Linked DNA regions of Mus musculus: regions 1, 2, 3, 4 and 6 are each linked to region 5. The links are chromatin contacts, called in public ChIA-PET, HiChIP or PLAC-seq and promoter capture Hi-C maps. All regions are on one chromosome and are shown on one strand. The core of a region is the stretch at or near the end of the contact, and the rest is flanking DNA. Distances in the headings are between cores, read along the strand shown. Region 1 holds the start of Dnttip1 (deoxynucleotidyltransferase, terminal, interacting protein 1). Region 2 overlaps Slc13a3 (solute carrier family 13 (sodium-dependent dicarboxylate transporter), member 3). Region 3 holds the start of Zfp663 (zinc finger protein 663). Region 4 overlaps Zfp663 (zinc finger protein 663). Region 5 holds the start of Ncoa5 (nuclear receptor coactivator 5). Region 6 holds the start of Trp53rka (transformation related protein 53 regulating kinase A).

What was found. Promoter capture Hi-C pulls out the DNA fragments that hold promoters and counts their contacts. ChIA-PET counts read pairs in DNA pulled down with a chosen protein or histone mark. HiChIP or PLAC-seq counts read pairs in DNA pulled down with a chosen protein or histone mark. Capture Hi-C pulls out chosen DNA fragments and counts their contacts.
Region 1: a promoter capture Hi-C map of adipose tissue shows a contact between it and region 5. The contact joins the promoter of Dnttip1 here to the promoter of Ncoa5 in region 5. A contact is called at or near these places in 4 of 39 promoter capture datasets (liver, pre-B cells and stem cell-derived epiblast-like cells), 9 of 484 Hi-C or Micro-C datasets (CD4 T cells, CD8 T cells, the G1E-ER4 cell line and 4 more), 2 of 115 datasets of contacts at active chromatin or transcription factors (embryonic stem cells and memory CD8 T cells) and 2 of 9 other capture datasets (adipose tissue and liver).
Region 2: a contact with region 5 is called in an RNA polymerase II ChIA-PET map of memory CD8 T cells, with 16 read pairs. The contact joins the enhancer-like site here to the promoter of Ncoa5 in region 5. A contact is called at or near these places in 12 of 39 promoter capture datasets (the 3T3-L1 cell line, the SN4741 cell line, cranial neural crest and 5 more), 1 of 15 datasets of contacts at CTCF or cohesin (the NIH/3T3 cell line) and 4 of 115 datasets of contacts at active chromatin or transcription factors (the NIH/3T3 cell line, craniofacial prominence, embryonic basal ganglia and 1 more).
Region 3: a contact with region 5 is called in an H3K27ac HiChIP or PLAC-seq map of embryonic stem cells, with 5 times the contacts expected there. The contact joins the promoter of Zfp663 here to the promoter of Ncoa5 in region 5. A contact is called at or near these places in 18 of 39 promoter capture datasets (the 3T3-L1 cell line, the HPC-7 cell line, the SN4741 cell line and 10 more), 1 of 15 datasets of contacts at CTCF or cohesin (the NIH/3T3 cell line), 19 of 115 datasets of contacts at active chromatin or transcription factors (bone marrow-derived macrophages, craniofacial prominence, embryonic basal ganglia and 9 more) and 2 of 9 other capture datasets (liver and pancreatic islet).
Region 4: an H3K4me3 HiChIP or PLAC-seq map of embryonic basal ganglia shows a contact between it and region 5, with 2.8 times the contacts expected there. The contact joins the enhancer-like site here to the promoter of Ncoa5 in region 5. A contact is called at or near these places in 18 of 39 promoter capture datasets (3T3-L1-derived adipocytes, the C10 cell line, the HPC-7 cell line and 9 more), 1 of 15 datasets of contacts at CTCF or cohesin (the NIH/3T3 cell line), 1 of 484 Hi-C or Micro-C datasets (embryonic stem cells), 15 of 115 datasets of contacts at active chromatin or transcription factors (acute myeloid leukemia, bone marrow-derived macrophages, craniofacial prominence and 9 more) and 3 of 9 other capture datasets (adipose tissue, liver and pancreatic islet).
Region 6: a promoter capture Hi-C map of embryonic stem cells shows a contact between it and region 5, with 4 times the contacts expected there. The contact joins the promoter of Trp53rka here to the promoter of Ncoa5 in region 5. A contact is called at or near these places in 21 of 39 promoter capture datasets (the 3T3-L1 cell line, 3T3-L1-derived adipocytes, the C10 cell line and 13 more), 4 of 115 datasets of contacts at active chromatin or transcription factors (bone marrow-derived macrophages, embryonic forebrain, embryonic midbrain and 1 more) and 1 of 9 other capture datasets (adipose tissue).

The regions. Positions count from the first base shown.
Region 1 is chr2:164,744,581-164,749,181 of GRCm38.p6, reverse strand. Dnttip1 (deoxynucleotidyltransferase, terminal, interacting protein 1) reads right to left here and starts at 3,167. Exons shown (of 13, transcript NM_133763.1): 1 at 3,024-3,167; 2 at 2,405-2,475; 3 at 1,623-1,719. The coding sequence starts at 3,128. It also overlaps a transcript of Wfdc3 not described here.
Region 2 is chr2:165,450,151-165,454,526 of GRCm38.p6, reverse strand. All of the region lies in intron 1 of Slc13a3 (solute carrier family 13 (sodium-dependent dicarboxylate transporter), member 3), which reads left to right. The region is part of intron 2 of Gm14437 (predicted gene 14437); the gene reads right to left. Among named protein-coding and RNA genes, the nearest start is that of Gm14437, 10 kb to the right of the region's middle. Within about 2 kb of position 1,331, at least 65 of the 459 cell types and tissues checked have an H3K27ac peak or open chromatin away from gene starts, as enhancers often do. A contact at or near this core is called in memory CD8 T cells, where this site is marked.
Region 3 is chr2:165,366,401-165,370,891 of GRCm38.p6, reverse strand. It overlaps Zfp663 (zinc finger protein 663), which reads left to right and starts at 2,156. Exons shown (of 6, transcript NM_001379474.1): 1 at 2,156-2,257. It overlaps Gm29831 (a long non-coding RNA gene), which reads right to left and starts at 3,721. Exons shown (of 3, transcript XR_001783548.2): 1 at 3,679-3,721; 2 at 3,053-3,285; 3 at 2,241-2,533.
Region 4 is chr2:165,346,884-165,351,306 of GRCm38.p6, reverse strand. It overlaps Zfp663 (zinc finger protein 663), which reads left to right. Exons shown (of 6, transcript NM_001379474.1): 6 at 1-10. Among named protein-coding and RNA genes, the nearest start is that of Gm29831, 18 kb to the left of the region's middle. Within about 2 kb of position 1,611, at least 5 of the 459 cell types and tissues checked have an H3K27ac peak or open chromatin away from gene starts, as enhancers often do. A contact at or near this core is called in embryonic basal ganglia, where this site is marked.
Region 5 is chr2:165,032,483-165,037,000 of GRCm38.p6, reverse strand. Ncoa5 (nuclear receptor coactivator 5) reads left to right here and starts at 2,222. Exons shown (of 8, transcript NM_144892.1): 1 at 2,222-2,318.
Region 6 is chr2:165,491,261-165,495,501 of GRCm38.p6, reverse strand. Trp53rka (transformation related protein 53 regulating kinase A) reads left to right here and starts at 2,188. Exons shown (of 2, transcript NM_001007581.1): 1 at 2,188-2,455; 2 at 3,791-4,241. The coding sequence starts at 2,200.

The DNA of each region.
Region 1 (4,601 bases), core at 1,918-4,417, 290 kb after region 5:
ATCAATAATGGAATTCATTAAACAACAGACTTCAGACAGAAATCAAATCATCATTTCTCAGATGCGGAAAAGGCTTCTGACAAAATCAAACATCATTTTGTGATAAAAGTCCTGGAAGAGAGAGAATGTACCTCCACGTAACAAAGGCTACAGATGACGGATTACAGCCAACATATTACCTACAGAAAACTCAAAACTGAAATCAGGAACAAGACGGGTGTCAGGAGTCCACTTTCCCCACTCCTACTCAGTGCAGTAAAGCCTTAGCTACAGCAACCAGACAAGAGACACAAACAAGAAAGGAAGGAAGGCGCCACAGGAGCTCACTTGCAAATGACATTCTACACACCAGAAAGACGTGACAATGGACAAGCGCTTTCAACAAAGAGGCAGAATAAAAAATCAGCATGCAAAACCCTACAGTCTTCCTCTGCACTGGCAGCAAACAGGTTGAGGAAGAGCTCAGAGAAAGCATTCCATTCACAACTGCCACAAAATAAACCTTCCAGTAAACATGCCTGTAAGAAAAGCTTTAAAAACTGAAGGAAATTGGTGAAGACCCTACAGGATGGGGTGACACCACTCCCCCACCCCCCCATCATGGATTGGAAAATCAATACTGTGAACTGGCATTACCAAAAGCAACCCCCATCAAATGCATGAGTGTCTCTAATAACACAGACACCCTAGCTCTGTTCTCGAGGAAGCCCGGTGGTGAGCTACCTCTTTTTTTCACTCCTTCCCTCACACTGTTTGAAGCGAGCAGGGGCACTATCTGTTTTACACACTGCCACAGGCCCAGTCATGGCTGGCAATGTGTTAATCATGAATTGGGCTCTGTACTCACGAGCTAAGTAAGTGCTTCACTAAGCTACACATAACCCCAAGGCATCTCAATGATGCTAATGGTATTTGTGAAAATGAATTTTAAAAAGGTCTAACTTTTCATGGTCTAAATAAGGGTGCTGAACACATGAAAATGAAACCATCTGGCAAAGAAAGGTATTGAAATCACCCCCAAGCAGTGAAAAAGTGATTGGGGTGTATAAACCTGTTATATCTGTGTAGCAAGAATATCAAGAGAGACTGTTGACAGGACTATCCTGCTTGCAAGTCTCCTCTATCCTCCCTCCCCTTTCCTTTCTTTTCAGAGAGGGTCTCACTCTGCAGACCAGGCTGGCCTCAAACTCCAAAGATCTGCTTGCTTCTTTCTCCTGGGTGCTGGGATTAAAGGTATATGCCACCATGCCTGTTTTTTTCTAAGATTTAAAAAAAATATATTTATGTGTACATACCTGTGGAATTTATACTCTGGTTATAATCTGCAGAGGTCAGAAGAGGGCACTGGAGCCTGCACCTGAGTTACAGGAGGCTGGGAGTGGCCTGATGTGAGTGCTAGGAACTACAATTGAGTCCTGTGCAGGAGCAGCAAGCACCCCTAACCACTGAGGCTGTATTTTCCAGCCTCCATTCTGTTTTTTCTTGTCTAAGGGGTCTTACTGTGCTGTCCAGGCTGGCTGTCAGCTGCCTCAGCCTCCTGAGTGGTCGGGCACGTACGCTGCAGCACCTGGCTGTACAGTCTTGTTTAGTAGTACAGTTGGCTTTAGTCACCAGGTCCTCACCTTCATGTACTTGTTGAAGACACCCTGGATCTCCTCATTGATGCTAGGCTGCAGGACAGCACGGAGGAGATCCATAGAGATGGCTGGGTCTGTGAAACTGGGGTTGTTGGGGAGACAGAGTCAGGGGAGTGTTCCAAACAGACCTTCCCAGACTACTCAGCTAGTTAGCAACATGGGATTCTAAAATTTATTTCATTATAACTCTGTGAAATAGGAATTATTTTCCAAGTATTTTATGAAATATAATACACACATATTTTTTCTTTTCCTTTTTTAGAGACAGAGTCTCACTATGTAGTCTGGTTGTCTTGGAACTCACTACATAGATCAGGCTGGCCTTAAACTCACAGAGGTCTGCCTGCCTCTGCCAAGTATTGTAATTAATAAATGATTATCACTATCCCAGGTCAAAAATACAAGAAGAATTCCCAAGGCCCATCCCTTCCCCAGGCTGGATGCCCCATGTCAAAGCTGAGAAAACAGAGTCTAAGAAAAGCTAAAGGCTTGTGTTAACAAACATCTCAGTCTGCATTAGAACAGATGTCTGTAATCTTGAATTCACATCCTCTGACTTACAGACTTCAATCACGGAGACAGACTAGACGTTCATTCCTTCCCTGCTTGGTTAGGATGTGGACCTGACAAGGTGACAGGAAGTTACAGCCTCCCCACTCCTGTGCTCTTTACGGGCTGTTGATCTCAGACTCCTACAGTGGGGTTCCCAAAGCACTCACTGCAGTCCACACAACTGGATCTCAGGTCTCACCCAGGTCGAGCCTTACCTTGTGGTCATCTGAGATCGGCGGCCCCTTCGCTGCACCTGCCGATGTTTTATCATTATGTTCCAAGGGTTCTGTTGGGGACCAAGTGGGCAAATGTCACCGAGGCTTCTCATAGTGAGGATGAGGAGAAAGTGAGTATGGCGCTAAACCTAGACGTTCCTGCTTCTCACTTCTCCCACCTTGGGGTGAAGGGGAATTAATTCAGTGGCTGGAAGACCCTGTCAGGGTGGAGGAACTGGGAAAATGTTTTCTGTCACCAATGTCCAAAGCTCGCTTTTTCTGGAAGAGCAAGAGGAAGGGCAGCAGTGTTTACCTAGGGTCTACTATGAGGCGGGTGACGAGTCAGGGCGTTCTACCCGCCTTTATCAGCCCATCCCACCACAACTCCAGCAAGCTCGGGTTATTGCTGTTCATTTCACAGAAGAGAAACCTGGCGCTCAGAGGGTGTCACATCAGGCCCACGTCACCTAGCTACAATCTGAATCCAGCTTGTAGCGGCACTGAGAAAACGACATTCCCAGGGCCGCACGGCCGCCGCGTTCTTTCGCCCGCGGGCCCGGGGCCCGGGAGCCCGAGGCCCTGCCCGGCCCGAGCCCCGGCCTCGCCCGGGCGCCCTCACCGTGAGAACCGGCTGGCCCGCCGCGCCCGCGTCGCCCAGCTCCAGGCCACCTCGCTCCGCCCCGCCGGGGCCCCGCGGCTGCTCGGTGTCGCCAGTCGCCCCCATGGCGCCCCCCGGCCCACAACAACCTCAGCTCGACTCAGCCACCGGAAAGCGGCGCCGTGACGTCACGGGAGCGCCCGAGCCACCCGGCCGGAAGCGCGACGCGCGTGCGCCGTGGGGTTGCTATGGGAACCGAACTGCCGCCTAGGAGCCACCTCGTCTTTGGTGTCGGGGACGACGTTGAGGCTTCCAGACCCCTGGGAGACAACGGCTGGGGACCGAGTGTGGGTGTTCGGGGGCCATTCAGTCAAGGGACGAGGGCGGTGTGAGGGCAGCAGAGCATACACTTCAGCGGGGGAGCACGGGGCTTCGGATGAGGGCAGCCCGAAGTTCAATCTTTGAAAACCGCAGGAACATCTGAAATCTTAGCACAGCCTCCCCCGAATTGGAGTAGTCTGACTCAGGAACCGGGAAAGCCAACAAAAGAAGGGGTTGTTGGTGCCACCCTAAATACCCAAACACCTAAACACCATACTACTAGCCTTTGCGGGCTGCCGCTTGTGTCGAAAGGCATCAGAATGAAAGTTGGGTTTTGGCTTGTGAACTAGTCCTGTTGCAGAGAGCTGGCCTTCTCTCCCCTAGATGGTTGATTCTGGGATAGGTAGGGGATGAAAGGTTTAACAACTGTGGCGTTCTCCAGAGCTCCTCTTAGCACTACCTCAGAGAGGTAAGCTGTCTGTGAAAGAATTCGGATTCAGTTACGGGTGATAAAATAACTCTTCTCGGGTCACAAGAAGCAGGTAGTGTAACGTATATGAATTTTGTGTTAGGAAAGATCTAGATTCCAACCTGATGTGATATGATCGTTAACGTTGGATAGGGCCTGGTGTGATAACATAACCCCAACACCGAGGAAGGAAGTAGCTGTGGTGTAGAGCTGTCTCAAAGCCAAAGGCTAAGAACATTGGCTGTGGGACTGGATCGCTTACCGCTATTCTCCTGCATACTAATTGCACGGTCATTCGTCCACAGTTTCAAGTATTCCAGCCTGGACCATGTAACTAAGGATCTGCCTCCACCTCCACAATGCCGGTTCACAGGCATGCCACAGTCCACGTTTGGTTTATGTCGTGTTGGAAATTGACCCCAGAGTCGTCATATGGTTGATACTAGGGCTGGATTATTTTATGCAAAGCACTTAAAACTTTGGTATAAGTAACTCCTTAAATTATTCTAATATAATAGTAATTTCCAGCAACCGTCACTTAAGGACTTTTTCCTCTGAAATATTATTGTATGTATTAAAATACTGCATATAAAACACATATTAGATAATCAACAATGCCAGTTTTGTTCCATGTTCCAACGTCCACTTTTATTTTTTTAGGTTTACTTATGTGTATGAGTGTTTTGCTGGTATGCATGTATGTATGTACATCATTTATGTACCTGGTATCCGCAGAGGTCAGAATAGGGTATTGGATCCTTTGGAAATAAAGTTATGGATAATTGTAAATTTCCCTGTGGGTGCTGGGA
Region 2 (4,376 bases), core at 82-2,581, 420 kb before region 5:
ACAGTAAAGAAAGATGTTGCCACTGCCCAGAAACCAATGTACTGATCTGCTCTGAGGATGCATCTACCCACATGAGGGTCCGCCTAATGCTAATCCCACAGCAGTGGCTTCGTCTTCATACCGGGGGTGAACTTAGCTCTTTTCTCTCATCATCAAAGGTGGCTTCTTGTTCTACTCGATCCCTTTTTGTGGCTGATCTCTGATTGCCCCAGCAAAGGTGATCACAGTAGAAAAGACTCATACCCATGTGCCTCCCACCTACTAATCCTGCTAACCTTAAGTGTTCAAGAGCTTTGCTCTGAATCAGGTCTGTCCCCCAGACCCAGCTTGGTTGGGAGGAGGTAAGGCACAGTGTCCCTCATCAGCAACCTGGAATTTTTAATCCATTGTACATAGGATGCTCAGCTAGGCAAGCAAAGATATTTGGGGTCACCATCAGTGTTCCAGATGCTAACCAGAAAAATAATGAAACCTGTTCCTGACCCGTGTGCTGCCCAAGGCCTGCTGCCTTTCCGGCTTCCTGTCATGGTCAATGCCTCCAAGAAGGAGATCTGTACAGATGGAGTCTGTAGGGGAGAATATGGAAATCAAGACTCCTGGGCAGACTCAGCAACCCAGGAGCTGCGACAGGCCTTGGCTTGCTGGACATGACTGAAACTGAAGGCTTTCTGCAATCCTCTATGAAGAGAGTCGGGAAGGAATAGCACCCCCATAGAAGTTGTTGGGGGACACTAACTGAGCCTATGTGTGTGAGGGGCCTGGAACTTAGGGAATGTTCTGGAAATGTCTCTGGGTGTCATTGCTACCGCCATGACATATCTACCCAATGACATGAGTCAGGATACAGAAGGAAACAGGACTCGGGCTCTCAGATGGATGTTTTCGGTAATCTCATGAACCCTGTCTTGTAAATATTCCATTCTACTTTCTTTTCTTGTAACACCCTTGTCAAGGCAACCCTGAGTTATGCTGAAATAGGAAGTGGCTTCCTTGTCTATTCTCAAAGAACAGTGTGAGCCCATAGACTGAAACAGGAAGTGGCTTCCTTGTCTATTCTCAAAGAACAGTGTGCAAGGCACAACCCTGTCAATTCCACTTCTGTTCAGCAGAGTAAAGGCAGAAACCAGCAGGGTAGGGGGAAGAAGAGAGGGGAGGAGGGGACTTAATGATTGGTTTGATTTCTTAAGGAGATATTGGAATATTTTATTTTTCTAGTTCTATTCTTAGAGCTGAGTGAGTTACGTTTTCAAGACACTTGTTTCCCTTAAGTTGTCAGCACGAGGTGGTTCAGTTTCTTTGTCACCGCTTGCTTTGATGCTCTAGTCCCCATGAGGCCTCCTCTAGGCTTTTGTCTGATGAGTCTCAGCCTGAGTGGTACTAGCCAGGAAACCACATTGTTGCCTGAGTTTTAAGCTGGGTTTTTATATGTGCACACAGCCCCCAAACACACCAACTTCCGATTAGTCAGAGGGTCCGATTTGCAAGACTCCTCTATGGCCCCACAAGTCTCCTCTGGGATCTGAGTGTCCCCTGAGAAACAAATACCCAAAGGCCGCAGGACAGGAGAGGGCCTGACCTTTGGACTCCGTGGACGTGTGCGTTTTCTGAAGTGGAGCTGAGAGTGCCTCCTGACAGGTCACCCAGCTTTCCCTGTTTGGCTTGTAGCTAATTATTCCTCTGCAATCTCAAACAGGACCTAGGGCCACACCTACCACCAAGTATGCTGTTTTGTCCTGCGGCTGGGAGTCTACAACCATGACTGCAGCCACCTGCCCTACTGCAGTTAGGGGAGATATTTACTTTCCAGTCTCTGTATCCAGAAGCTCTGGCCTAAGGTCTATCCAAGAGTACCCACCTCCATCTTCTACCCATTCACTCATCCAACCATCCATCAGTCTCTTATGTACCCACTCATCCTCTCATCTATCCACCCACTGATTCTTCCATCTATCTACTCATCCATCAATCAACAAATCTATTCACCCATCCACTCATCCATCCGACAATTCATTCATCTGTCCATCCATCAATACATCCATCCACCCAGTCATCCATCTATCCATCCACCCACTCATCCATCCATCTATCCATCCACCCACTCATCCATCCATCTGTCCATCCACCCACTCATCTATCCATCTACCTACTCGTGCATCCATCTGTCCATTCATCCATCTATCCACCCATCTACACATACATCTATCAGCCCATTCATCTGTCAGCCACTCATTCATGTGTTTATTTACCCATTCTCCACTGCAGACACAAGCACTAAGTATGTTGAAGACTATGTTAGGTTCTGGAACACAGAAGAGAATGAGACACAGCAAACAGGGACCCTCTTCTCGTGAAATTTTGGCTCTACCATGGAAGACAGCATAAAGAACTCTCATTGGATGCTGTAATCTTCTCAGATTACATTCAGTCAGGCTGATTTTCTAGCCACTTCCATGGAGTACTAGCTGAGCATAGGGAGTACTGTAGATAACTGCATCTTGAAAACCTGCATTAAACAAATGCAGATATGAGTCTGTAACCTGTCAGCATCCAATACACCTATCATGGAGCTTTAGTGGGTGCTAAGGAGAACAGTTGTTTGAAACTTCCCTGCCCTTGGAATCCACCTTGGGAATATCTTACATGACCTTAGCTGATGTGCCTGGGCATCTGATAGAGATTACATAAAACCTGATCAGTGTTGCGGTGAATCTCCAACCTAAATAAGCCTGGGGAATGATAACACAACTCAATTAATATGAATGCATGCTGTGCGCCTAGATTGGGCAGATCTACCGCTACACTACCATCTTCCCCACATTAGAGACCCCTTAGAACTTGTGGTTTCTCCAGGCCAGGTGCTTCTGCTCTACTTTCCTTCTTCGTCTCCTCTGCATCCTCTCTCTCTCTCTCTCTCTCTCTCTCTCTCTCTCTCTCTCTCTCTCTCTCTCTCTCTCCCTTTCTCCCCCAAATCTCAGCTCCACCTTCCTCTCTTTCTCTGCCTGATGGAGGAGGAGGAAAGCCAAGTTAGTCTAGTCAATGAGCTCCAGCCAATGAGAAACCCTGGCTCAGAGAAGGAAGACCACATTCCTAAGGTTGATTCCTGACATTGGCCTCTACACACCAATATGTGCACACACACGCACATGTACGCATACACACACGTGCGCGCACACGCGCGCACACACACACACACACACACATTTTACAATGAAATATATTATTTCCTACAAGAAATGGTGACTCAGACCTGTAACCCTAGATACTTGGGAGGCTGAGGGAGAAGGATTCTAAGTTCAAGGCCAGCCTAGGCTATACCATATGGTCAAGGCCAACAGGGGCAACTAGTGAAATTCTGTCTTAAAATCTACAAAGCAAAAATATAGCTAGAGACATAGCTCAGAGTCAGAGGATGATCCAGCATGTGCAAAGCCCTAGGTTCCAACCCTGGTACTTCACAAAACCAAAAACCAGACCACAACAGAACAACCTATGTTTCCATCTGCCAGCCTCCGAACGCAGCAGATGGATGCTGGGTAGACAATGGTAGCCCTTGTTAGCTGGGTTTGCCTTAGACAGGCTCTGGGTCCAGCTGGAGAGCATGACTTCTTTTTGAGTCACACACAAAAGAAGCTTCCAGCACAGGCATGCACTCCCCTTCCCTTTGCTATAGACCTCTGAACCTCAGAAAGCTGCCGCCCTCTCCTGGAAGGCAGGAGACATCCTTTGAATGGATCGTTCATCAAAGGGCCTAGAGACAGGATCTGAAATCAAGCCATGATAGTAAACCAGAATGAAGAAGTTAAGGCAAGGATGACAGAATCTCACTAGGAAGCTTGGGAGATGGCGTTCAATATGCCTCCTTCGTGTGGTTATAAAGGCCACCAAACTTCCTAGTGGGAACTGGTTCCAGAATGCTGTTTCCCTGGAAGTGTTGGCCAGCTGTGCACCTAAAGACAGAAGCTGAACGTTCATGTCTGAGCCAGAATGATGATGCCAAGCTGGGCAGGAGGAGTGTCTGTAACAAAACTCTAGGGTGCCTGGGTAGTTTATAAACAATACAGGTTTACTGCTCACAGCCCTGAAGGTTGGGAACCTCCATGCTTCTGGTGAGGAGGCTAAAAAAAATGTCCAAGATGGAGATGTTGGCTGATGAGGAGCCTAGTGAAGGCAGCACTCAACCTCAGAAAGGTGCTCTTCTTCAGAGTCCTCACAGAGCAGATCGAGCCTGAGGCCTCTCTCAAGGGTACGAGTCCCCACCTCTTATCACCACACCTGTAGAGGCTGTGTATCAACAAGGGAAGGGGGTGAAACATGCATTCAGATGTTATCATCTTCCCTTTTCACACTCAGCCCCCCTCCCTGTATCCCCACAGCTC
Region 3 (4,491 bases), core at 907-3,406, 330 kb before region 5:
GAGCATGGACTGAATTCCCAGCACTTATATTGAAAGACTCACACACCTACCTGTAACTCCAGCTCTGGGGGATAGAACCCCCTCTCCTGGCTTCTGCAGGCACCTTCGTATAGCACATCCCCACCCCCTCACACTCACTCACCCTGTAAGGACTACTCTTCGTTGTCAACTAGACTACATCTGGAGTGTCTAATTGTGTTTGGGTACACTTTTTTCTTAATTAAATCATTTGAAATGGGAAGACATATTTTTAATCTCGTTCTTTTGAGGTGGGAAGGTCCACCTTTAATCTGAGCCACACTTTCTCCTGGCAGCCTATATAAAGGACTCAGAAGAGGGAAGTTTACTGTGTTGGCCTGACTGCTCTTACTGATAAGTCCATTCCTTCACTGTCGTTAGAGCCTACTTCTTTGGGGTTCCAGAATGCACTGAAGATCAGCTGAGGCATTCAGTCTACTGAACAACTGAAATCTTGGACCTTCCTTTGGTAGACAGTCATTGTTGGGTTAGCTGGACATTGTTGAACTTAACCTGTAAGCAATTCTAATAAATCGTGTGTGTGTGTGTGTGTGTGTGTGTGTGTGTGTGTGTGTGTGTGATTCTATCAGTTCTGTTCCTCTAGAGAACCTTGAATCCTCACACAATTAAAAATAATGAAAGTTGTATTTATCTTATGAGTCCCATCAATCACAGAGGGAGTCAGGGCAGACACCATGGTAGAACACCACTGGTCAGCTAGCTTTTTTTTTTTTTTTAAGATTTATTTATTTATTTATTTATTTATTTATTTATTTATTTATTTAATGTGAGTACAGTGTTGCTGTCTTCAGACACACCAGTAGAGGGCATCGGATCCCATTACAGATGGTTGTGAGCCACCATGTGGTGGCTGGGAATTGAACTCAGGACCTCTGGAAGAGCAGTTGGTGCTCTTAACCACTGAGCCATCTATCTCTCCAGCCCTAAAAATAAATCTTAAAACTACATTGTAAGTTCTACCTACTTCCGTGTATTACTAACATGTTGTAATCTACATTGTAGGTTTTAACAATTGACCTATATCCCACTTTGTGGATTTTCATAGTTTTTGTAACTCAATCCCCCCCACACACACCCACACACACCACCACCACTGCATATTCCAACCAGCAAAAACCAAGAAGAGCCCACCCATCTTTGGATTTAACTCCTTCGCTCACAGCCCTGGAGAGAGAATGACCATGTTAACAAAGCACACACTCCTTCAGAGTGGCCTCCAATTGTTCTGCGAATTACATCCCAAGAAGATATTTATGAGAACGGGCGTTTCTCCAAACTTCAGCCACTCTGCACATCATATTTCCTTACAATCTTCACCTACTGTGAAGGCAAAAAAGTATTTAAAGACTTGCAGTTTTTATCTGAAGTTTATGACCAGCGCCTGCATATTTATTCCTCATTTGCATCTCCCTTTTATTACTAGTCCTTTGTATCCATAGATCATTTTTATGGGACTGTGATCTTCTTACAAATGTGTAAGAGATAATTAAATGGAGCCACTAAACCATTTCTTTCATATGCATATACTTACAAAATATATTTTCCAATCTTATTGTTTTTTTTTGTTTGTTTGTTTGTTTTTTTTTTAGATAAGGTTTGACATTTTTCTAAAGCAAGACTTCCAGTCAAGTCCTTGGGAGCCGCTAGTGTTGATCCCTGCCCATGGATTAAATGAGATAGTTCTTTTCTGTTTCCTATAAAGTGCCTGGTGACACACGGTTAGAATGTCAGGTCCCATCCATATGAGGAATATGCAGTAGTATATGCCCTGCTCCTCTCCCACCCGACCCCCACTCCCCAGGCCCCTAGTTTCCTAAGATGATTTTTTTTAAATGATTTCTTCTTTTTTTGTTTTGTTTTCTTTCCTCCCACTTAGCATCTTACATGGACCTTTCACCTTTATCCATGGTACTTGGCATTCTTAGGAACATTTGGGTTTAAGCCTGTCACAGAAGCAAGGCAACTTTCAAATCAAACTGGAAATACTCTAAATTATTAATTAAAAAATGCCCGATGGGCGGGCGCCGTGGGAACGGAGTCTGGAATGTGATGGAGGCCAAGAGGGTCGCGGGAACGGGTCCCTAGCATCTCTGCTGCGCATGTGCAGTTCATCTTCATTGTTCACTCCCGCGTCCCGCTGAGCGCAGAGGAAACCCTCAGATCCTCGGGGTCTACGCGCTGCTCAGAGACCCGGTCCCCAGGACAGGCGCGCCTAAGGGTGAGAGCCCATTTGGAGGGTTGCATTGCCAGGCTCGGGGAGGCTTACGTGTCAACACCTGCCTCGAGTGTGCTTCGCGCAGGCGGCGGTGGGCTTCTCCAAGGAGAAGAGACAGGGTTTGGTGGTCGGGACAAAGTGAGTTAGGGAAGGCATTCTGATGTCAGAGCTGCTTGCGAGGGCTCCAGGCAAGTGACTTCCACTCTATCATAGGATGAGGATAAAGTCCGATGACACCTGTCCTGGTCAGGTAGGCCAAGAGCAGCAAGGGACCTGTAGCTGAAAAGGCTGTTTTCAGAGTCTTAGTTCAAATTCGAGCACTACTACTGAGTCCCCACGGGCAAGAAAAGGACCTTAAGACTCTGCTCCACTGTCTGTACACGGGTAGGGGTTCTTCCCTGAACCTGCCTCCGGGTTGTTCTGGGCAATGCCTGAGATAGGCTTTCGATGGGATAGTGGCATTTGCTCAGAACCTGAAAGGGGTCTGTCTTCCTTCATGCCCTGTTCATTAAGCCCTGTGCACCATTTGGCTCTAAAAGCCGCTGTTAAAGAGTTCCGAAAGAGAAGAAAGACTGAGGGGGCGGGGCGAAGGGCGTGGTCTGCAGAAGAGAGTTGGGATGCAAACCCCAAATCGGAAGATAGGTTCAATTTAGTTTCCCTCCCTCCCTCCCTCCCTCCCTCCCCCTCCCTCTTATGCGTTATGGTTCACATGGCTCCTCCCCAAGGGCCACAGGACCTGCCTGGAGGGTGGAGGGCTGAGGCTCAATCAAAGCCTCTACACCCTTCTGCCTGGCCCACCTGTCTGTGCCCACTGCAGTTTACAGACAACTAAGTTAGGCTTCCAGAAGTTTTCAGCCTGTACCGGAATCACCAAAGCGCCCAGGCCCAGCAGACAGCTGGGTACAGAACTCCTGAAGTCTGCAAAGAGGCCTCCAAATTCATTTTGGGTGGTGTCACCATTGGTCTGGACATTCACTTGAGAGGGGGCGGGGTACCTTGAAGTCAGATTCAGAGTTCTCTGATCACAGATCCTGTGAGGGAAAAAAAGGACACACCAGAAGCAGGAATCTCCCCAGGGGAGGCCCTTCCTCCTCTCACTCCCCCCTCCCCTCCCTCCTCCCCTCCCTCCTCCCCTCCTTCCTCCCCTTCCGCCTCCCTCCCTCCTCCCCTCCTTCCTCCCCTTCCGCCTCCCTCCCTCCTCCCCTCCCGTCTAGGTTGCAGTGTACCACAGCTGCAGGACAGAGGCCCAAGAAACAGGCAGAGTCCACATTCAGTTTGTGAAGCCCTTGCAGAGCCTTCTTCCTGAACCATCACCCCATGAGACCCCTGCCCTTCAGCAGTGGCGTGCGCCACCTTCCAAAGGGAGGAAGTGAGTTAGGCCAGCCAAGGGAGGCAAGCAAAAGCAGCGCTTGGGCATAGAGTACCTTGGAAGATGGCCAGGAGGTGATATGAGGAGGAAGTGCAGGCAGAGGCGGTGGCCCCGCCCCCTGGAAGCTCCTCCCATAACCTGCTTCTCACACTGCTGGACCTCAGGGCTGTGCTGCCCAATCCCAGTTCAGGAGGTGTGCTGCTCTGCTTCAAAATTAGCAATCCTTAACTACTACATGGCTCACATTTCGAAACGCATCCCTCCATAAGAATGGCTCTGCTATTCCTCACCTGCATTTCCTCGGGGAGTAACAGTGGTATCTACATCATTGGATACAAGCACTAAATGAGGCCATGGCTGCCAGACCCCAGCGCTGAACAAGAGTAGTCAGTCCCCAGCATCGCAAGTAGACTGCGTGAGAATCAGTGAGACTCTCTGACTCCAAGGCCACTGTCCACATGTCTCAGTTAAGTCAAATCTCTTGAAACCAAACAAAACTCCTTTGGAGATACTGAAATGACAGATCTGACTTAAAGCACTGACCCCGTTGCCAGCAGCATAGATCCTTTGAGTTGGGATTTGAGAGATGGAATAGCACGCGCTGCTCTTGCTGAAGACCTGAGTTTGTTTCTGAGCGCCCGCATCAAGCAGCTCCAGTCACCCATAACTCCAGCTCCAGGGGACCTGATGTCTTCTGGGCTCCTGGGGCACTCCCACACATGTCCCCATATACACACATGCACAGAACAAGAAGGAAATTCTTTTTAAAAATTCGTAATTTGAGTTAGGGTGTTAAGGAGAGTTAAAGTCTATGTAGAAAGGTAAATGAACAGATATTTGCAACATCTTCATTATTTCACACAGACTA
Region 4 (4,423 bases), core at 362-2,861, 310 kb before region 5:
GGAATGGTGAGTTGTGTGATTGTATTATTGAATTCAACTTCTGTGGAGTTTTGTACAGGGGGAATGTAGACTTTAAATATCCTCTTTATGGCCTGGGCTTCCTATGGATGGTGTAGGTTAGGGGTGGAGAGAGACAGCCTGAGTATCAGCCCTTACTTATCTTAGGCCATATGGTGCTGCTGTAACAAAATACCCGAGGCTGGTCAGTTTACATTGAAGACAAATTTGTTTCTCACAATCTGGGAGGCTAAGTCCAAGACCAAGGGGCTAGAATCTGGTGAGGATCTTATCTTTCATCTCCTAGCAGTGGACAGTAAAAGGAGGGGAAGGGGAGGGGAGATGGGCAAAACATGGGAGCAAAGCCCAGAGCTTTTGGCATTGGTGTTAATCTAGCCCTTATGCCCAGAACACCTCCCCCTGTTGCATTCGGATTAACTTTCCAACACAGAGATTTGAGGAGATGCAGTCATCGTAACCCTGTAGGCCGATGACACGTTTATCAACAGTATCCATATGTACTCAGCAAAGTCTCTCTCTCTCTCTCTCTCTCTCTCTCTCTCATACACACACACACACACACACACACACACACACACACAGTGTAACTCGCAAAGCATCATAAATCAGCCTGTTCCCTTTTTACTTTCCATGTTCCCGTTAAATGTATACTGCTGTGCTTGTTCCGCTCCTGGGCCCTGGATGAAACCTTACAAGCCAGTGTGCTTGGGCAATAAATAACCAGCAATAAATGGCTTGCTGGGCAAGTGATTGCTACACTGTTGGTGAGTCCTGCTGGGGGAGTGGGCGACAGCTTCTTTCCTCTTTGGTCCATATCTTCGAGTCCCTCGCTTTGCCATCCTGTTTCATAGCACCACAACGGCTGGGACTGGGAGGACATCCTGTTTAGTGAGGCTTGGGATGATGGACCACCTCTCTCAGCCGTTGTCCATTTGCGGCACTGATGGAGTCACGGAGTCACGGCAGGCTCGCCACTGGTTGTCCTCTGAAGCCGTGTGCCTCCGGACTTGCTGTTGGTCCCTCAATGGAAGGTGGGCTTCTTCAGAAAAATTAACTCTTCTGAGATCTTCCTGTGAGGCCTCCTGGGGCCTCACACCGAGCTCAGCTTTCTCTAGATATCTCACCCTTCTGAGAGGTTACCAGGAGAGTTCTATTACCACACCACACCCCAGTTTTTCTCCATCACTTCTCTGCAGCAAGCCAGCACAGATGGGGCTTGACCCAAGTCATCCTCACCTTTGTCTCCAGTGTCTAGATTAGGGTCATTGAATGGTAGCAATCCCCTAAGTGTCCCCAACTTCCTCCGTGAAGCCACCCCTGCCTGCCCCTGGCCTCCCTTTCTGCCTCAGAGCTTAAGAAGGTGACTCCCTCGAAAGCCCATCAAAGCAGGCTGGGGCGTGTCCTGGGACCTGGGGCTGAGAGAAACCTGGTCCTCCCTCCCAAGGTCCCCACTGACCTCTTTGTGATTCTGAATGTCCTAAGGCCTCAGTGAAGCTCAGACCCAAACCGAACTCCCAGCTCACGGCTGGTGAGGCGAAAGCAGGATCTCAGCGTAGGCGCTAAACTTGACTTCCTGGAGGATGTTCCCATAATGCACAGCAGAGGGCTCTGGTCCCAAACGTAAAGGCTACAGTTTCCCTGGACTGAAAGCTCTCAGCCCACTCCTGTCAGCTCAGCCTCCCCTCCTCCCTTTTCATTAATCTATTACACAGCGGCTCACAATGCTGAGGAGACCATTCCAGAGACTTACTTGTGTCACTACACGGGTAATTAAATTGTGTAGATTTACATTTTAATTACATACTCCTTTGTTTCTGCTTCCTTTTTTTTTTTTTCTTTTTCCAAGGGATAATACACGCATCCCCAGGAATCAATAACACCCTCGATGGGGTGAAACCTGGTACTTCTGTTCCACGAACTGCAAAATCTTACCTATTATATCTGTGTGTGCACCTCCAGAAGACAGCAATGAATGAATGAATGAATGAGTGAATGAATGAATGAGTGAATGAATGAATGAGTGAATGAATGAATGTATATACATCACAAGCAAATAAATGTCCAGCATATTTGTAATACTCTAATCCCACAGAAAAGGGATCAATTAAGACAAAAATACCTTAGAAGGTTCACTTGAGGAGCTAACATTCTAAAAATAAAGGTTTAGAAACATTGAATGAAAGAGGGAGAGTGGATTAGGAAATGAGAATGCCACAGCTGGAGAGATGGCTCAGTGGCTAAGAGCACTGACTGCTCTTCCAGTGGTCCTGAGTTCAATTCCCAGCAACCACATGGTGGCTCACAACCATCTGTAATGGGATCTGATGCCCTCTTCTGGTGTGTCTGAAAGCAGCCACAGTGTACTCATATACATAAGATAAGTAATTTAAAAAAAAATGATAATGTCACTACAGCATGCCAGAACTTAGGGATGTTTAATCAGTTCTTCTAGAATTTGGGGTGTAGCATTCTTCTGCCCAGCCTCTGCCTAGCCTCAGCAATACCTGATTCAGTCATTGCTCAGTATGGATCCACACCCCAAAATGGAAAGTCTACCGTTCCACTCTGTCCCCAAGTGTCCTCTGGCTCCATCGGCATTTCCACCCTCTTCTTCCCTATCTCACCCATAGGTCGCTGTGGGGCCCCAAGGTACTAGATCAGGTCTCACTTTGTAGGGAATACATAGGTGTGGAACTTACGGTTGCTTGCTCTCTCTCATCTGCCCTCCTTCATTTGGCGGCTGCAGGAACGGTATAAGCAGGCACAGCTGCTGCCTGAGCTGCCAGGAAACCTTGGCATTGTTTGCTGTATATTTGCTGGGCAGGCGTGTAGCATGCATGAGCTGTGGGGCCCCAGAGACTTCCACACCAATTTCAAAGGCAAGTCAGGTTGTATGTGGCCAGGTTGGAATCCCTGCCGGCAACCCTGAAGGTACCGTGTATTAGGATGGGGTGAGGGGCTAAGACAAACTGCAGTGGGGATTCCAGGGGATTAGAGATGCCAGGGTTGTGAGCATCTGCCAAGGAAAGCTACAGGTGGCAAGCTGAGTCAGCCCAGGATGGAGATAGAACTGCAGCTGGAAAGAAGTATGGCGGACTTTTCAAGACGTGAAAAGGCGCTATTCCAACATGTGACCAACTCTTCAGAGGCCTGCATCCCGCTAGTGTGACCCTTCCACGCATGAGACCATAAGGTCATGCTCTCTGCTTCCTGTCTGTGGGTCAAGATGTGAGCTCTCAGCTCTTCTTGTCTCTATGCCTTCATCTCACCATTGCGAACTCCAACCCTATGCAACGTAAGACCAAGTAAATGCTTTCTTTTATAAATCGCCTTGGTCTTGGTGTTTTGATCACAGCAACAGAAAGGTAACTTGGACAGCTGGGACCCTTAGATAAGGATGGAGTAGGTTTTGTGCTATGAGCTGAGAATGGGACTTTGGGGGCAGGTTTGGATCAGCATAATTTGGATCTGGAATGTCTTGCAAAGGAGGTTAGCCGATTGCACCTTCCATATCCTGCCACTTTGTGCTTAGAGAGCCCTTTGTGTTCTGAGACAGCAGACCCCCAAGTTCAGGGTGCTGTTGGGCCCAAATACCAAGGGAAAGAAAAGGTGTCTGTGCTTGAGGGGCAGGGGCAGAGAAGAAAAAAAAAAAACAAAACTCTGCAGCAGGCGCAGGCTGCAACAGAAGAGCCTCATCGCCAGGGCCCTGTGGTGTGATAGAGAGCGAGGTTTATGGGAAGTCTCCTGGGAAAAATAACTTGGATTCCGGGTGTATTTGCTGCCTTTCTTATTGCGGTTACAAAACACCCGGTAAAAGCAATTTAAAGGAAGCGAAGGTTTATTAGGGGTTGCGCTCCATCATGGTTGTAGAGGCAGGTTTAGGATGGAGCTCACAGTTTGAGGGTGTAGGCCATCGTGGTGGTGGTAGTGAACGTAGGGTTAAGGTGGGTCGTCCCTCCACACATTTTTCTGGAAGCACCTCATAGACACGGTGGGAGGTGTGTTTCCATAGTGACTTTAGACTGAGCCAGGTTGACAATGAAACCTAAGCATCACACTGGGATGTTCTTGGCTAACGGTCATGTTGTCCCCAGCAGAGAAGTGCACACTGTTCAGTAGATAGCTCCTGGGTGCTCCTGAGCCTCGCTGGGCAGGAAGAACTGCTCCACGGTGAGGCAGATTTTGTCATATTAGCTAAGTCATATGTTAATAAGCAAGCCAGGATAGAAGTGGGACATCAAGGCTTAGGCAGAGCAGAACCAGGGGGCACAAATGAGCTGTATGAATGAGTCTCTGCACCCCACTCCCTCCACCCACGCCCTCTTCCCCACCCCAGTCCCTCCACCCACACCCTCTTCCCCACCCCACTCCCTCCACCCATGCCCTCTTCCCCACCCCACTCCCT
Region 5 (4,518 bases), core at 973-3,472:
CTATGTGCTGTCATGCTTCCTGCCATGATGAGAATGGACCAAACCTCTGAAATGTAAGCCAGCCCCAATGAAATGTTTTTTAGTAAGAATTGCTGTGGTCATGATGTCTGTTCACAGCAACAGAAACCATAATGGAGACAATAAACTAGTTGACATGATTCCTAATTTTTTAAATTGAGAATGTATTTTAAGTATTTATTTTTATTTTCTGTGTATGAGAATATTGCCTAAATATTATGTCAGTGTACCACGTTCATAGGCAATGTTTGCATAGGCAAGAAGCCTGCAAAGGATAGTCTGAAACTGAAGTTAAAGACAGTTGTGAGCTAACAGCCTAGGTTCTCTGCAGGAACAGCAACTGCTCCTAACTGCTGGGCCATCTCTGCAGCCCATACCTTAGGACCTATTTTACAGAAAAAAGGGTAAGTGTCTGTGGATTTTTTTTTTTTTCCGAGATGGGGTTTCTCTGTGTAGCTCTGGCTGTCCTGGAACTCACTCTGTCGACCAGGCTGGCTTCGAACTCAGAAATCCACCTGCCTCTGCCTCCTGAGTGCTGGGATTAAAGGCGTGCGCCACCACTGCCCGGCAATCTCATACATTCTTATAATCATTTTTTACAACCGTTTCGCCTGTGTGTAAAGTTAGTTTCTAGTTACAGCCCAAGAATGACTTCTTCCCACCAGCACGCATCTCAGTGTGCAGCTACACACTCTAGTGCAATTTCTTCTTAGTTTGAGCTCTATCTTTCTGCTAGCCTCTACTCTCCAAGAGGACAGAAGGTGCTAAGATGTGCTAAGATGGTGCCTAGCACGTAGATACATATCAAGTCACAGTGTCTTTTAAGCAATTATTTTATAATTAAAAAGTTTTGAGGCAGGGTCTCCCTTGCTGGCCTGCAATTCCTTATTTATAGGCTGGCCTTGACTGCACAGTGGTCTGTCTGCCTGCTTCTGTCTCCCGAGTGTTGTTATTAAATATGTATAGTGATACCGGGCGTCGTGGCACACGCCTTTAATCCCAGCACTTGGGAGGCAGAGGCAGGCGAATTTCTGAGTTCGAGGCCAGCCTGGTCTACAGAGTGAGTTCCCAAGGCTACACAGAGAAACCCTGTCTCGAAATACAAACAAATATATATATATATATACAGTGACATACCAGATGGCTTTTGTGTTTTAATGCGTGCGTGTGTGTGTGTGTGTGTGTGTGTCTGTGTCTGTGTGTGTGTGTGTGTGTGTGTACATGGGGTTGAACTCAGGTCATCAGACTAGGCAGCACACACTTTTGTCCCCAGAATCACCTTACCAGCCACGCTTTGAGGTCTTTGTAGCAAATGTACAAGAAACAGTGAGTCAACTAGCAGAATGAATATAGGATCCGATGTTTAAAGAAACTGGGCTTCTCACAGTGTTCAAATCCCACAGTCACCAGTTTAGTTGGCCTGTATTGTTCAGGAGGAAGACGAGGCCCTACGGCATTTGAGGCACGAGGCGATTCATGTAGCCGGAGCTTTGATTCATGGAGAGCATTTACAACTGTAAATTCCAGTCCCTGTGACAAACTCTAGATTAAAAGGGGGGAGGGGGGACCCACACCTTTTTTACATGCTTCGTGGTCGACAGTAACGTTGAAGTCAATTTTTGACCTTGAATATTTCTCAAAGAAATATCTCAAGAAAAAAACCGTAATATATCTCCAGGAGCCTCTTGGCTCCTAGAGACAGCTAGGCAACTAATAGGATCCACAATGTATTTAAATGCAAATTTAAACCCAGCTTTTTCTTCACCTCTCTGCTCTCTTTGTTCCTTGTGATCAGGTTTGGGCACTGCACATTTTCCATCTACAAATGCTTGGCCTTTCGGGGCTTTAAGTTTTACAGGGATGAAAGTACTGGGGGACTTGTTCTTGTTACACAGTTATGGATGAGGAAAGGGGATCTGGAAAAGGGAAAAGCCAGACAGCAGTCCTGCGCGGGGCGCAGGCGTGGAGCGGGTCCTCCACTGAGACCCCGTTACTAGGCAACCGCTGGCGTTCTCAACCGCCGCCCCAGAACCACCGCCTCGCCCCCGTCGCCAAGGAGATGGACGCCTCAGCTCAGCCCTGCCGTAAACCCGCAGGCTCTTTACGACACTGCCGCGGCCGCCGCTGCGTGCGCGCCCTCTGCCCCTACCTCCACACTCCGCCCCGGCCGCCATTGCCTCGTGCCCGCGCTAGTCGGTTGGTGGCGCCTTTGTCCTACGGCGGGCAGGTGGGCAGAGGCCGAGGCGGCAGCGGCGGGCCTGAGGCGGAGGAGCGGCGGGGAGGCGGCCACGCCGGTAGCGGTGAGTGCCGGGGAGCGGTGGCCGTCCGCCGAGGCGTAGTACTGATGGGCAGGCGGTTGGGGGGGCGACGGGGACGCTGAGGCGGGAGGGCCCGTTCGACGCGCGGCCTGCTCTCCGGGCACGCGCGAGGCTGCGCATGCCCCGGAGCGGGGCGCGGCTGCCTCCGGCTCCGGTCCGGTCCGGTCCGGTCCGGCCCAGACCCGAGTCTGGCGGACCCAAGTAGGCGAGCGAGCGACTGACCGTGCGCTGAGGTGGGCACCGCGGCCCGTTTCGGTCGCAAGCTGCTGAGGCTTCTTTGTAGGATCGAGCACGCCCTGCACTCGAGAGTCTGTGAAGTCGCTCGCCCGGGGCTTTGGTGGGCGAGGGGAGCTCTTGTGAGTCAGTGGCACTGGAGGGCTTCGAACCCGGGTCCAGGATACCGGTCTCGGCGGCGGTGTCCAGGCGCCAAGCAGCCTAGGGAGCGCTGTCGCCCTGGGCGTATTCTCGAGATGTCAACTTGTGTGACAGCTCGCCCATTCTATGGACGTGGACCCTAGGCCCGGAGAACCGGGCGAGAGAAATTGTGCCGGAGGTTCGTACGGACACGGCGCCGGAACCTACTGGCTTCCCAGGGCCCTTCCCGCACCCCGGTAGCGGGTCAGGGGCTTTGCTTAGGACCACGTCTCCCCAGCTTCCGTCCCTCGCGCTGCACCTTTACAAGTCCGCCTACATCTGTACTAGATACCAAATGTTAAATGTTTTTCTTTAAACTGACTCTGACCCTCCCTCCTTAAATGCATTTGTTTAAGGCGGAAATTTTGAACCCCAAACGGTATAATGGAAAGCCAGTTATTTCTCTAACGCTCATAAAAAAAATAAATACCTGTCTATTAAAATAAACACTTGTGTCCTTGTTCCTCCTGAAGTTGTGCGCTCCAGGCTTTGGGAACCGCTGCCCTTGGAGTACGGGGTTAATTGTCATGTTATGTCTTTCACTGTATATGGAATTTTTCCCCCTGCGGCATTCCAGCTCCCATTGCAATGTCCCGGGGTGTCCCGGGATCTTCAGGGTGATGATAAATATTCTGAGCTTTCTCATTGTAAAAGGTTGTCCTTTAGAAGCGCTAATCTCAGGAGCTGCAAGAACCATCCCTCAGATGTACTGGGTGTGTTTCCTCGCTTTCTTACAGTATTGTGGTGTGGTAGCCACCTTGAAAGTTCATGAAAGGATGCTTCTGCAAACCCTGATGTGGCTTTTGACCACAGAACACTTAAACTTGTATCTGTCTGAGTGTGAAAAAGCAACTTTGTATCAACATTTTGGAACAAGGCTCTAGTTTTGCCTTGTGGGGATTGGAGACCACTTGACTGATGGTTAGCGTGCATGCCTGCCTTCCTTTTGGTTTGTCTCTTCCATTTAGCTCGTCTTTCCTCTTTCATATATTTTTTGAGCCCCTAGACATGCATTAGTCTCTACCGAAACATAGGAGACTGCTTCTCCTTGTATAATGTGCTAGCAAAACAACCACATTGCAAGACTAAATGGAAGGTATTTTTCTAGATATCAGCAGTTTCATGTCCCATTAGCTATCTGATCATAAATTCAGTTTTTAAAAAGTGTGAGAGCAGATTTACTTTATTTTCTGAAAGGAAATTCAGAAAAGCCAACTTGGACCATTCCAGATACCCCAGCACCAAGGGCTGTATGACAAGAAGTCTGTATTTTGGGGGGCTGACCTCAGGTTGAGCACAGAATAGAACTAAACATAAGATCATCCATTGGTCCCAAACTTCTCAGGAGCAATAATGTACAAAGAAGCAAGGGAAATTTGATTTGACTTGGAAGTCCCATTTCCGAACATCAGCAAGTGGAGCCTCATCTACCAGTGCCCCAAGCTAAATAAACAATGCTTTGCTCTGAAACTTTATTGTAAATAACTATTCCAGGCATTCCATGCCTGCGGCCTGCAGATGGCAGTGCCTTTAAAAGCTTCCTGCACTGTGAGAACTGAATTCACCTGTGCATTTAAGAATGGAAAACCTTTTACAAAAAGGAAACCTTTGGAATGTGCCCTTCAGTTTTCTTCAGGTTTTGACTCCCCACGTGACAAATGTTGTCTCTGTTTCTAAACTCACCATTGGTGCTTAGTTGCAAAGGGAATCCTCAGCTAGCAGTGCACATGGTAAATACTACTCTTTTGTTCTCTAAGTTGGTTTGTAA
Region 6 (4,241 bases), core at 939-3,438, 460 kb before region 5:
GTGAGGTGAGCTCTCTCAATTGCTAGTGACAGCCCTTGTCTTGGAGGCAGTCACTCTGTTACAGGCTTTTAGCCCATCGACATCCCTCTTCCTGGATAAAATTTCCATATTCTTAGGACCCCTCCCCATTATAGAAGACACTGGCTCTCTGCATTGGCTCTTGTTCTCAGCAGAACACTTGCTGTTTCTCGAGGAACATAGCTGGCCAGCCCACTTCTCACCGGTAGCCGGGAATCCCTACCAAATTCCCTTCTGATATTTCTTGGGATGGAGCCTGGAATATATGACTTTACAGTCAAACTTGCACTTTATACTACCTGCCCCTGGAAATAGCAAAATAAAGAGGGTCCCTGCCACCCACCCTTAGTCACCAGCTTCCTGCTCTCCCGCCAAGTTACAGGGGCCAGTTGTGGACCAGCCTGTCTCTCATCTCTCCAGTCAACTCATTTACTCATTCAGTGCTTTAAGGTTTCCACCCACATCTCTAACGACCTTTTCAGCACTCAGGTAGACAAGAAACTGTCAATTCCACTTCCCCATTTGGTTGTTTAAAAAAAGTCTCACACACACACACACTCATGAAATATTTTTAAAAGGTCAAAATTTGAATCTAAACGTCCCTACCCTCAACCCCCCAGTCTCACTTAGTATCAGGCTTGCAGTCTCCTGTCTGAGCATCTGAGCACTGCACAGCCTCTGAGTGTTGGGATCACACATATGCACCATCCCTAAGACACTCTAGGCCAGTACCCACCTCTTTGGTGCTGAGGGAGAGATGGAAGCAATACAATCCCTGCCTTGTGAGTAGCTACACAGCAGGAGGGTGGGGGGCTCTGTGTGATGGGAACCACTCTAGCAGGGTAAAGTGTGTTGGGGGGTGGGTGGGTCATCAATCAAGCAGTTGAACGGCCAAAACCAAAGGGAATCTGAAACAGGTCTGGAAAGTAGAAAACCAGGGCTGATAACAGTTGAACTCACTCTCCTCATAGAGGCTAGGAAGGGCTTGTCTGGGGAAGTGACCCTGCAGTGGAGAATAACCTGCAGCTCTAGGTGATATGGAGCTGGACAAACATTTCCCTGCAGAGGAAATAGCAGGTGCAAAGGCTCTGTGCCGAGGGAGCATCATGGAGGATGGGTGGGGATTCTGGAGAGGGGAGGGTTTATAAGGGATGCAGGAGTCCATGGGCCCAGTTAAGGTTTAGGTCTTTCTTCTTAGCACAGTAGGGAGACACTGAAAGGTTTGAAGCCGCTTTAAAGAGCTAAACTCAGCCTGACTTAGCAAGCCTGGCTTTGGTCAGCACCTTTGCACAGTTAGATTTCTAAGGCAAGGGTTCAGATGGGTTTGGTTACCATAGAGACGGCTGGGTGGACACAAACAATTATGATAATGAAGCTACAGACTTGAGCACTGGGGGATATAAACGAACCGGGTTCTGGGTGCGCTTTGCTGGAAAACACATTTTGCCCACACAAAGGGTCTGATTATGAAAAGGGACCTGCCATGAATATGAACGAAACCCAGGGACCACAGAGCCAAGATGCTGGTGCCATAGCAACCCGGGACTCAAGGGCTTCTCTTCTGTATTTTCAACAGAGCCCCAAGGAGCGTGGGGCAGGGACAAGGGGGTCAAAGGCCATGTGAAGAGAGCCCTGTCCACCGGCACCGCGTAATCAGCCTCTTAATTCTGATAAGCCCTCACCCTAGCAGAACCAGGCAGCCTCATTCTGTAGTTGAAGATACCGGATCTGAGAGGGATGGTGCTGGCTGCTGACAGGCTGGTGCCAGGCATCAGGTGGCGTCTCCGGATAGAAAGCTTCGCCTAGTCCCTGCCTCCTTCCCGGCTTAGAGCATGTTTCCATAGACTGAAGTGGGACACGAGTTCAAAGCTAATCTGAGCTACACCGTGAGACTCTGTCTCAAAAAAAAAAAAAAAAAAAAAAAGGTCCCAAAGCCGGAGCATCACCGTGATGAAGAGTGAGAAGCTGTTGGCCTAAAGTTGCTGAGCGCTCACGAAGACAGACAGGGAAGGGCCAAGTCTACAGGTCCTAGAGGCTCCGCTGAGCGCGGAAAGGTCGCGAGGCGGAACCAAACTAGCAGGGTGAAGTGTGTTGTGTGGGGCGGTGTTAATGGCGGAAGAGGCCGGAGGATTTCCGAAGCGAGCGGAAGCGGCGCGGTCAGGGTCGGAAGGAGTCGGAGGCATGGCTGGCACGTCCTCGGAGGCGGAGGCCGAGGCGCTGGCCGCTGCGCGCGAGCGGAGCCGCCTCTTCCTGAGCGGCCTAGAGCTGGTGCAGCAGGGCGCCGAGGCGCGCGTCTTCCGTGGCCGCTTCCAGGGCCGCGCGGCCGTGGTGAAGCACCGCTTCCCGAAGAGCTACCGGCACCCGGAGCTGGAGGCGCGGCTCGGCCGGCGGCGGACAGTGCAGGAGGCGCGCGCGCTGCTCCGCTGCCGCCGTGCGGGTGAGGGGGGCCGGACGGGGCTCCGGGAGACGGGACAGACAGGGCTGCGGGAGACCAGTGGGACGTGAGAGACGGGGCTCCGATTTCTAGGGGACAGGATCAGATGGCAATGCTTAAGGACTCAAGGCGACAGTCAGGACGCCATTCTGTTTGGTTCGCGGGGCTTGTTTAGCGCTCGGGTCCCTCCGTTTCTCATTTCTCTGTTTCTGCTTACCGTCCTTCCCTCTCCATTTGGTGGTCTTAAGCAGTAGGTGTCCTGACAGGCGGGTGGCAGGAGCCGGGCTCTGTGGATTCACATTCTCCCTGCATTGTCTCCCTCGTAGCCATTCAGCGAGTCGTCTAGCCCAGTTACCTTGTATGTCACCGGAATCTCAGGGATATTGTGGTCATTAAAGAAGGCATATGCATCACATGTTCTTATGCTGACATAGTTCAGTAAATGTTTGATTTCATTAAATTGTTATTCTTTTCTTTAAAAAACATCCACACCCCCACAAAACAACAACAACAACAACAACATTACTCCAGAGAAAATGAGACTCAAAGAGGGGAAGTGCCTGAGGTTCCACAGCTACCAGGCAGCCTGTCTGTGGCCCAGAACCACCGAGCCTTTGCTATTTTTCTCTTTAATGGTTTTTAGGTGCCCACTGCCAGGACATTGATAGGTGCCAGGAGCCAGGGGAAATGCAGAAGTGAACAGGCCTGTGCTTTTCTGCCCTAGAGGGGCAATGGAGTTATAAAGAAGTGTTCATATATTCTCCTTTACCTTTTGTAAGTTTTATCAGACATGGGTGGGGGCTACCTTGGTACCCCAGTTTCTAGGAAACTGTTCTGAACTTGGTTGACATTCAGGAGAGACTCCTGGTGTTAACTGGAGGTTTTGTTACCACTTTACAGTTGTGGAGACTGAGGCATAGAGTAGCTAAGGGAACCTTGAGGTTTCACGCCTAATAAGGGATCTGAACCTGCCTGTTCCAGAGCACAGATGAGCCTGTAAGGTGACACCCTGCTTAGCCACTTGCCTGGTGACTGTCAGGTAGAAACTGCCCAGACTGCAGGATGCTTTCCTTCTGGCTTCTTGTTTTGTTTGTTTTTAGGGAGCAGCAATGAATTCCAGTCCTCAGGTGGCTTGAGAAAGGAGGAGCAAGCCTTGATACTTCCAGACTTACCCTGGCCTGGTCTCAGGCCGTAGTCCTGCAGGGCTTTAACAGGGCAAGCTCTGGATAAATTGTATCATTTTCCACAGTAGTCTAAACCCTGTTCCAAAGCTGTCTGCCTGTGCATGAAGCTGGCCTTCATGAAGATGCGTTCCCTAACCACGTGTGTCCATTGCAGGGATAGCTGCCCCAGTCGTCTTCTTTGTGGACTATGCGTCTAACTGCTTATATATGGAAGAAATCGAAGACTCGGTGACTGTTCGGGATTATATCCAATCCACTATGGAGACTGAAAAGGACCCCCAGTGCCTCTTGGACCTGGCCAGGAGGATGGGGCAGGTTCTGGCCGGAATGCACGACCAAGACCTCATTCACGGGGACCTCACCACCTCCAACATGCTCCTGAGGCGGCCCCTGGCGCAGCTGCACATCGTGCTCATCGACTTTGGGCTGAGCTTTGTCTCAGGACTGCCGGAAGATAAAGGCGTCGACCTCTATGTCCTGGAGAAGGCCTTCCTCAGCACGCACCCCCACACCGAGACCGTGTTTGAAGCCTTTCTGAAGAGTTACGGGGCCTCGACCCAGAAGTCCAGTCCAGTGCTGAAGAAGTTAGATGAGGTGCGCCTGAG